2 separate regions of the Mus musculus genome follow, and region 2 is linked to region 1. Evidence: chromatin contacts called from public capture Hi-C data. All regions are on one chromosome and are shown on one strand. The core of a region is the stretch at or near the end of the contact, and the rest is flanking DNA. Distances in the headings are between cores, read along the strand shown.

Region 1 (5,163 bases), core at 146-2,645:
TTGTTTTTTTTTTTTTTTTTTTTTTTTTTTTTTTCGAGACAGGGTTTTTCTGTGTAGCACTGGCTGTCCTGGAACTCACACTGTAGACCAGGCTGGCCTTGAACTCAAAAATCCACCTGCCTCTGCCTCCCGAGTGCTGGGATCAAAGGCGTGCACCACCACGCCCGGCGTCTGTACTTTTAAAGCTCCTTCCCAAACTGCACAGAAGCTTGAGAAAGCCAAGTTCATAAAACATTTTACAAAATAATTGTATAGTTCTGAGAAAATGCTGCAGTTTCTGGGGGCCTGGGGGAAGAAACTGCCCCCGTGGCCCCAAGCTACCAGTGGGATTTGGAACTGCCCACACTTGAACTTATATGAACTGCGCAGGCTCTGTTTCCAAAAGCCTCTCACCCGCTATTTTAAGGAAGTGAAAGAACCGAAGGGTGTCCTGCTGTGACACAAGTCTGGGGCCCCAATCTTCCTCTACTGGCTTTGCCTTTGCTCTGCTGCTGGCCATGTCCCCGCAGTGCTCACACACCTGTTTGCCACAGTATTTATGATCTTCTGTTCATGTGTGCAAGCCTCTGGTCATACCAGTAATTTTAGACTAATTTTGAAAAAAAAAAAAAAAAAAAAAAGACGAGTCGTGTCTGTCAACACTCCAGGTGTAAGCAACTGGAGTCCAGCTTAGTAGAGACTCCTGCCAGAGTCCCTGTATCCCTGCCATCTGAGGCCCTGGAGATTCTAAGCAGATAAAATGAGCAACCGGCCCTTGGAGGCCCGGGTAGGGCAAGCAGCTGTGGTAAAACCCAGGGCCTTATGCACGCTCGAGGTAGGTGCTGGGATTCGGTCTCCAGGTTTTTTTTGTTTGTTTGTTTTGCATACTTGTACCTGACCTTGCAGGGCACAGGAAGTGTTCTGTCTTCAGCTATTCACAAGACAGAACACCAGAGCTTTAACCACTAGAGGGACCTTCAGGAAAGGCGGGGGGAGCGGCGGCGGAGGTTGAGTTAGACAGATCTAAGAGTGACATGGAACCCAAATTGGGGTTGGTCTGGGCTGATTGGGAATGATACAGGTCTTAGACTACCCTTAATCTCAATGGGGTTACACAAGGCCCGCTGTGTGTGTGTGTGTGTGTGTGTGTGTGTGTGTACGCTTGCGCTTCGGTGCTCCTTTCTGCAATTCTCCGCACGCTTTCCTCGTCCTGCTGACAGATTACAAAAACTCTGGAGACCTGAGCACAGTGGGACACAAGGAAAATGCCTAGGGTCCTTTCTGCGGCCGGAAGAGTGCAAGAGTCCTAGGTGCAAGCAGTGGGCTGGACCCAGAGAGGGGCGTGGTCTCCCGGGAGGGGCGGGGTTTGAGCCAGCACGGGAGCTCTGCCTGGGGGCGGGGCTGACCAGGCAAGTCCCTGTGGAACTGGAACTGTGGCTCTTGGGTCCTCGCGGGCCACTGCGGTGCGGGAGAAGGAGGAGGGGTGGCAGAGGGGCGGTTCCTAGGGGGAAGGTCCCAGCAGCCAGAGAGCCACACTCCGGGACCAGCCTCTCTGGGATCCCCGCCTCCGTCACGTGGGTGCCGAACCGGGTCGGTGCTGGCGGGTCTGCCACTTGGTTGGCAGTTGGTCCTTGGGCCAGTGGCCTGTCACTGGGTTCTCCGCTCTTATGTTGGAAAGTGTGAGGGACACAGGAGCGACCTGCATACCTGAGCCTCCGAGAGAGAAGCTGCACTCTGGCATCCAGGTCAGTGGGTCTCCCTGCCTCGGCTCACCGCTATCCCGGGAACTGAGTACCCCCAGATCCAAGAACTACATGGGTAGTTGGGCGTCTGTGGTCTTTTAGACCTTCGAACGTTTTCAAGACTTGGGGACCCACTTATTTGTCTGGGAGACTGAGAAAAGGGAGCAACTCCCCTGGATTTGCTTGAGTTTTCTACCCGACCTCGCTCTGGATGTGCCACCTGCCCCGCGCTTCTACAGGTGGCAGAGTGGTCCCCAGGATACCGGGGTGTTCCGATATCTCAGAGTTCCGGGCGATTTTGACCCAAGCCTTGAGTCCCGTGAGGGCAGCAGTGGCATCAACTGGAGATACCTAGGTGGGTTTGTTCCATAGACCTTTGGTCCAGAGCGCTTTGGCCAGGAGCAGTTCTGTGCACTAATTGCTAAATGCAACACACTTCCCAAAGGCTCAAGGCAGGATTAGGGTGTGGGGATGCTTCTGTTTTTAAAAGTGGGTCCTCTTCCCTCCTTCCATCCTGACGCCAGACCCATACTTTTCCCTCCGATCAAAATAAGGTTATTATATGTTTAAAAACTAGAACTTCCAAGGTTCCGGTAGGATTCAAATAGGCATTCAGCTCTTTCTTAGAGCACTGAGATATTTGATATAGATCAGTCTTCCTCTTCATATTTTGGTTTTATTTCTGCCTGTGTTCATTTCTCTTGGTCCTTAATTGATTATATTGTAGACTGTAGTGTTTATTAGATTACCGAGTATTTTGTTAAGGTAAATGCTCAACTACAGGAAGGAAGTCAATTACAGACCTAATTAATCTTCAGTCTTAGATTACTATTGGTATACTAAACATGTTATCTGATTAGAAATTATTTCTTTCTTCACCAGCCCGTTTGTATGCATATTTACGTGACTTTGAAGTGGAATATTGTTAAGTCTTTTGTTGTTATTTTCATTTGGGATTTTATTTAAGGCTGATGGTGATGGGAACTGGTGATCTCATTTAGACCCTTGTGAATGCTTAGCTAGGCAAGTGCTCTACCACTGAGCAACAACACTCAGCCCTCACATAATATATTAGTGGTATCACTCTGAGGTTTGATGATGTGCCGATTTTAGTTTATTGCTACTATTGTCTGTGTTTTGGTAACTAAGGCAGATATGCTAAGTGGATGGATAACATAAGAGATACATGTAAGAGATAAAGACAGATGAAGGTTGGAACAAACTTACAGAAATTCTAGGGGTTTGTTTGTTTTTTTTCACCAGAATAAGGAAAATCTGGGTAGGTTTTAAGAAGGATCAATCTATATGAGGGATGTCACAGGAAGATGTTAGCGGTGACCTGGGCCATGGAGAGGTCTATAAGGCAAACTCAGTCTATAAGAAATGGCTACTGGTCCTTCTTGGTTCCTGGCCTGATTGGTAGACAGAACAAAATAACAACAAAACCAATGGTCCCAGCTGGCCCAAGGCCACAGACTTCAATGTATGGGATATTAAGCAGAGACTGACTGTGGTCTGCTGAGCTTATCAAAGTTAGAGTCCTTGAACTTTGACCTGCCCAACCCCCAGCCTGACAGAAATCTAGTAAACATTTGTGGAGAGAAAGGTCAGCTGACATTTTAGAGCCCTGTGCTTCAGACACAAGCTTGAGAATCAAGAGATGATCTTCAAAAGTAGATTTTTGACACTGTGGGTCAGGGGTGAAGTCTGGCATTCTGTATTTCTAACCTATTTCTTTCTTGTTTGTATCAAGTATTAAGAGTGATGTACAAACTCTCCGAAGGCCTCGGAGTTTTGCAAACTCTTCAGGTTAAGTAGGTCCCAGGCATGTTTGGCATTCTCCAGGTGTTTCTAATAACAGCCGGGTGGGATCCACTATTGGACTTGGTAGCGCCTGAAGGACCACAGCTGGAAGGCCAGTTAGGAGACTGGCAGGCCAATTCAGATAATTATGAGGAGAGTGAAGTGTGAGTAGACAAAAGAGACCCTAGAAATACCAGGGCCAGGAAAAGGGAGGTGTCAGCCTTTATACTGGTTAGGCAGAATAAGACTCTAGGAAAAGGAACAGTTCTTGGAGAATTCTAGTTCAATTTTGGATGCACTACTTCGACAATACTGGTCAGCAGCTAATTTGTGTGTGTCCATAAGTTTGTGTGGGGATGGTTTCTCCTGAAATACAGATCTATTTATGATTCATTACTGTTTCAAATCCCCTGGTGAGGGAGAAAGAATGAATATATAGGTGACATGTTTTAAACGTTAAGACCTATAAAGTGTGTGACTCCATATAAGATATGACGGTCACCCCTTTGTGCACAAAAGTAAAGCTAAAACTCTGGGCTTGGATTCTCCTGAGTCACTGGTTTTCTTGCTTCCTCCTTCCTCTTAGGAGTTCCACTTCCTTTACCCTTTGCTACCCTAGAATTTCGTTTTGTTTGTGCTTGAAGGCACCTATGTGTGTTTATTTTTAGAGTCTCGGGAAGGTGAGCTCTGTCTCGTATAAACTCTGAAGCGGCAGTCTGTTGCGTCTAGTGGTTCTCTTCAGGGACTGTTATTATCTCTAATACTTGTGATAAAAAGCCTTGTAGGAGATGGGTACCCTAAATTAAGCTGATGAGCTTTCTGTGGAGACTTCCAGAAGGCCCCAGACTTCTAGAGGCGTTCTGACTCAGCTTTGTCTCCAGCAAGCTGAAAATTTCTCTGTGCTTTAATGTCCTTGGTTTGGTGCTCCTTCATAAGTAATTCTTGCTTTCCTCTCCTCTGTGCCTCTGTGCACACTTATGCACATGAGAGCTAAGCATCCAGTGTGTATGATGCTTCTTATTACGGTCCATGTTGTACTGTAGTTTTGGCATGCAATATGTACATGTCTGTAACACGTCTGTAGACACAGGTGGGATAAGGCTGCCTCTCTGATAAGATAATCTTTAATATCCTTGTGACATTTTTTGGCCAATTCATTTTCTAACTCCATCACCACTGCTCCTTGAACTGAGGAGTGTTCTGCCTGTCCTTTTGTGCCTCTCTGAGGATGTATGCTTCTTGGATTATAATGGTTGGACATTGCTTTTTGCTTGGTCATGAATCTGAAATACAAATCTGTTTATGCTCTTTTTCTGCTTAAAAACCCCTGGTGAATCCCTCAATGCAGAACACGAGAAGAGCGAATACAAACAGAAAGATGCAAAATTCAAATGTTGATTACGCCCTGTAGATTGTGTGCCCCTACGCAAGACATGACGCTCATCACTGTTTCCTCTTTCCGAGGGTACCTGTTGCCTCTGCTTTGTAGCAGGGATGAGAACCCTAGAGCCCCCTCATTTCAAGCCATTTCACTCTCTCCACTAATACCATATGTGAATTACAATAGAATCTTCTCTCTGCTGCGTTCGTCCTGCCTCTGTATTCATACTCTGAGCAGCTGTAGCTACACTAGGTCTCC
Region 2 (4,487 bases), core at 931-3,430, 1.3 Mb after region 1:
GGTTAGGTAAGGAGGTGAGTTCAAATACAGCCAAGAAGGGAAAAGACACTATTAGTGCTTCATTTGTGCCAAGTTACTTCTTCAACTCAGCATTTATTCAATGACAGTGATCAACAGGACTTCAGAACCCAGGAAGTGCTCATTATCTGAAGTCACGTGGAATCCATTGCAGAAATATAACGTATGGAGGTGCTCAAAATAGTCTTTAGTAGTATACTTGGCAATACTCAAATATCAGTATTAAAACTGAATACCAATGAAAAGAAGAAACCTCTCAGAAACACAGTCGGACACAGGGACTCTTGCCACAGGTCTTAGACCTGTGTAAAGAGGTGGGACTACAAAAACAATGACACATTACCTCAAAGTGTCAAAGATGAAAAACCTGGGGATCCCCCGCAAAGCTCTGATTCTGAGGAAACTGATTCCAGAAGAACAAGAAGACAACAACAGAGCTCCAGGCTAGTCAAGCGCAGGCTTGAAGAGCTGGAAGTGGGAGGGTGAGTCAGCTCCGTGGGACAAGAAGACAAAACAGCTACTGTTCAGGAGAGATGGAACAGGTCTATTTTCAGTTCCGCAGGCCAAGCCTGGGTCCTCTTATCCCAGTTCATTATCATCTGGTGGGGTTGGAATTAAAAGCAAAGGTATGAACTCTCAGACACCTCCTGTCTGCTACGTGCTCAGTGTTGGGTACGGAATGAAACCCAGGAATGACCTCAGTGATCAGGGAAGCAGAGATGCCCACACATCAGATCTGTCTGTTGACATGAGCAACTTAATCTCACTTGTTAAACATTAAATTTGAGAAACAAGGAAGGGAAGTGAACTATTATATTGCCAAAAAAACAGCACGGAGATGATTCACATCCCTCCTGGGGGGCACTTGCCCTCCTGACAACTTGACCCCAGGCCAGACTGGAGCAGTTTGACAAGAGACAAAAGGAGTGGGCACTGTCACTGTCACTCTCTAAGAGATGGTTCGGTGTGTAAGAGCGTTGTCTGTGTAAGCATGCATGCCTGAGCACCAGGGCTGAGGATTTGCATTCATAGTCTAGCTCCCGTGTAAAACCACTGAGGGTGGGTACATGAGCATGGCTGGCATTTGAGCCCGGTTCCAAGCTCAATGAAAAACCCTGTCTCAGGAGAACAAGGTGGGGAGTTATAGAACAGGACACCTGACATCCTCTGGCCTGTGCATACACAAAGTACACACACTCATGCATATATGCACACACCCATACACATACACACACACTCACATGTGTATCGTGTGTGTGTGTGTGTGTGTGTGTGTGTGTGTGTGTGTGTTGTGTGTACAAAGACACTTGAAAACTGAAGTTGTTGTCTTGGGAAGAGGATGAGGATGATGAGAAAGATGAAAACTGAAGACACAGACTTTGTAACATGTTAAATTTCTGATACATACACATGCTTCACTGTGTTAAAATAATAGGCCATAGATCTTCCCAGAAAAAAATCTATGAGGCAAAGAAGTGTAAGTAATGTGTGTGGACAATTCCTTCAGGAAACTTGGCAATGAAGGGAATCTGCAGACATGAGGAAATACTGGTCTAAGCAGTCTTTACCCTCACATGGAAAGGGTGGGGTATTTTTTAATGCCAACAAAAAGCATCCGAAGGAAGGATCAGGCTAGAAATACCAAAGGTGGGGACTGAGGATAGGAACTGGATCAGAATCCCAAAAAAAAAGGCAGAAGATAAGCTTTTCAATGAGAAAGTCTGTCCGATGGAGAGGCAGTTGTGTGGTTTTCCTGTTCAGAAGATGAATGAGGGTATGTCTGATAGATGCTCTATTCTACTTGATGTATGGCTAAGAGAATTTCTAAAGAGCTTGACAGCAATGGTAGCAGGACAGGGGAGAGGCCAGGATGTGAACTGCCAGCCCTCAACTGTGCACCTTTCTCTCTCCCCCAAGCCGCCCAGTCACAGCCCTCAGTGAAAACCCCCGGAGTCCAGGGAAAATGGTAGGAATGAGACCTGACTTACTCAAAACCCTAGGCAAACTCAGGCTAGAAATAAACAACAAAGTACCAAGAGTTCAAGGCCAAGAAGCCAAGATGAGAAAACAAAAGAATGAGACATGACTCTCTAGACAGAACAACAAGAAGCAGAGGCCACTTACTGTACCAACGCCAGATCTCAAGGTCTAAGTCAGTGTGCCAGAGATTCTTAGTAACACCTAAGTATTTATAGAAACAGGAACTGAGTTTAATTGGAGGGGCGGAGGCAAGAAATGAGATGATGTTAACCCTGCCCTGGCTAGAGACGGAAAAGACGGTGACAACTAGAGAAACTGGGTATCCAAAAGAAGATAAAAATGGGGAAAACAGGGACCAGGGATAGAAACAGATAGACAAAGTGAGTTAAGAGATATAGGGAGACATAAAACAAATAAACTGAGCAGGAAAGCAAAACAGAAAGGGAAGGGAAGAGCAAAGAGCTGGAGAGGGAGCTAGAGAGAGAGCTGGAGAGAGGGGGGAGAGAGAAGGAGAGGGAGACAAAGAGACAGAAACAGAGAGACAGAGACAGAGAGACAGAGAGGAGCTTCCTTTCAGTCCTTAAGATGGGCTAGGTTAACAACGGAGATGATCCTGGCTTGGTTTGGTTTAGTTTGGTTTGGTCTGGTCTGGTCTGGTCTGGTCTGGTCTGGTCTGGTCTGGTCTGGTCTGGTTTGGCTTTATTTTTTTTTCAGGTATGACTTTTCAAACACACTTCCCAGGACAACTAGAAAATGATATGTGATGGGGTTTATTTTGTCCACACATCACTGAGAGTTTCTGTGAGGCTGTCCTTGGAATGAGACATTTGAGTCAGTAGCTGACAAAAGCAAACTGTGCTTCCTAATGTGGGTGTCCCTCATCCCATCAGATGAGGCCTGAACAAAAGAAAAAGCCTGGCCCTCTCATGACTAAGAAGGGTCTCCTCTTCCCATAGGCAAACACCAATCCCTGACACTATTAATGATACTCTGTTATGCTTGCAGAATGGCTGTCCTCTGAGATGCTCCACCCAGCAGCTGACTTAGACAGATAAAGACAAACAGTGGACGGAGATTGAGGATTCTAATGGAAGAATAAGAATGATTGCAGGATCCTAAGGGGATAGGAACTCTACAGGAAGACCAACAGAATCAACTATCTTAGACCCTTGGAGCTCTCAGAGTCTGAACCACCAACCAAAGAACATACTCGGGCTGGAACTAGGCTTCCCACACATATGTAGCCGATGTGCAGCTTGGTCTTCATGTGGGTTCCAAACAATTGGAGTGGGAGCTATCCCAACAGCTGTTATCTGTATATGGGATATGTTCTAGCTGAGCTGCCTTGTCTGGCCTCAGTGGGAGAGGAAGTGCCTAGCCTTGCAGAGACTTGAAGTGCCAGGATGGGGGCATATCCAGAGAAGAAGAGGGAGAAAATGGAGGAATGATTGCAGGAAGAGGTGACTTGGAGGGGGCAGTGAGCAAGATGTAAAGTGAATAAATAAACACATACATACATACATACATACATACATACATACATACATTTTTTAAAGGAGGTCTCTTCTTACTGTTTATAGACCATGTTTCCCTCATTTGAGGATCCTAGAATTTTATTTTTATATATAACATAACCCACACGTAGCACATACATATATAACATGAAAGTGGAAAGAAGACTAGGGGAAGAAAAAGACTAATGGAGGAGGATTAAAGAGAGGAATAGGTTGGGGTTGGTGAGGTGGCTCAGTGATTAAGAGCACTGGCTACTCTTCCAGAGGTCCTGAGTTCAATTCCCAGCAGTCACATGGTGGCTCACAACCATCTGTAATGGGATCTCATGCCTTCTTCTGGTGCATCTGAAAACAGTGTACTCATGTACATTCAATAAATAAATAAATAAATAAATAATCTTTAAAGAGAGAGAGAGAATCGGTGGGAATATCCACCTGAGTACAAAGAATCTATGCCAACAAGAAAGCTTTTTAAAGGAGCTAAGGAGATAGTTCAGCAGGGAAGAGCACTTGCTATGCAAGCATGAGGACCTGAGTTATAATCCCAGCACCCACATAAATCCAGGAGTGGTAGCTCGTGAGCCTGCAACCCCAGCATTGTAGATGGTGAGACAGAGGATGCTGGGGTTTGCTGACTACCAGCCTAGCGCCAGGCTCAGTGAGAGACACAGTCTTAAGGGAATAGGGAAGAGGGTGATAGAGCAGGACACCCAATGTCCTTCATGTCTGGCACACACACACACACACACACACACACACACCTATGCATATAGTACACACACATGAAAACTTTAATAAAAGAAAAAGGATGCTGGACAGTGGTGGCACACACCTTTAATCCCAGCATTCAGGGAGGCAGAGCCAAGTGGATCTCTAAGTTCCAGGACAGTCAGGGCCACACAGAGAAACCTTGTTTTGAAAAGAGAAAGTAAAAAGAGCTTCCTACACTACTAACTCTGCGAAGCATCATGAGTT

What was found. Capture Hi-C pulls out chosen DNA fragments and counts their contacts.
Region 2: a contact with region 1 is called in a capture Hi-C map of embryonic stem cells, with 5 times the contacts expected there. The contact joins the promoter of Nlrp10 here to the promoter of Ppfibp2 in region 1. A contact is called at or near these places in 6 of 39 promoter capture datasets (cranial neural crest, embryonic stem cells, frontonasal cranial neural crest and 3 more), 1 of 484 Hi-C or Micro-C datasets (B cells), 5 of 115 datasets of contacts at active chromatin or transcription factors (embryonic limb bud, embryonic stem cells, large pre-B cells and 1 more) and 2 of 9 other capture datasets (embryonic stem cells and liver).

What each region holds. Positions count from the first base shown.
Region 1 is chr7:107,593,656-107,598,818 of GRCm38.p6, forward strand. It overlaps Ppfibp2 (PTPRF interacting protein, binding protein 2 (liprin beta 2)), which reads left to right and starts at 1,396. Exons shown (of 25, transcript NM_008905.2): 1 at 1,396-1,724.
Region 2 is chr7:108,927,978-108,932,464 of GRCm38.p6, forward strand. Nlrp10 (NLR family, pyrin domain containing 10) reads right to left here and starts at 2,181. Exons shown (of 3, transcript NM_175532.3): 1 at 2,143-2,181.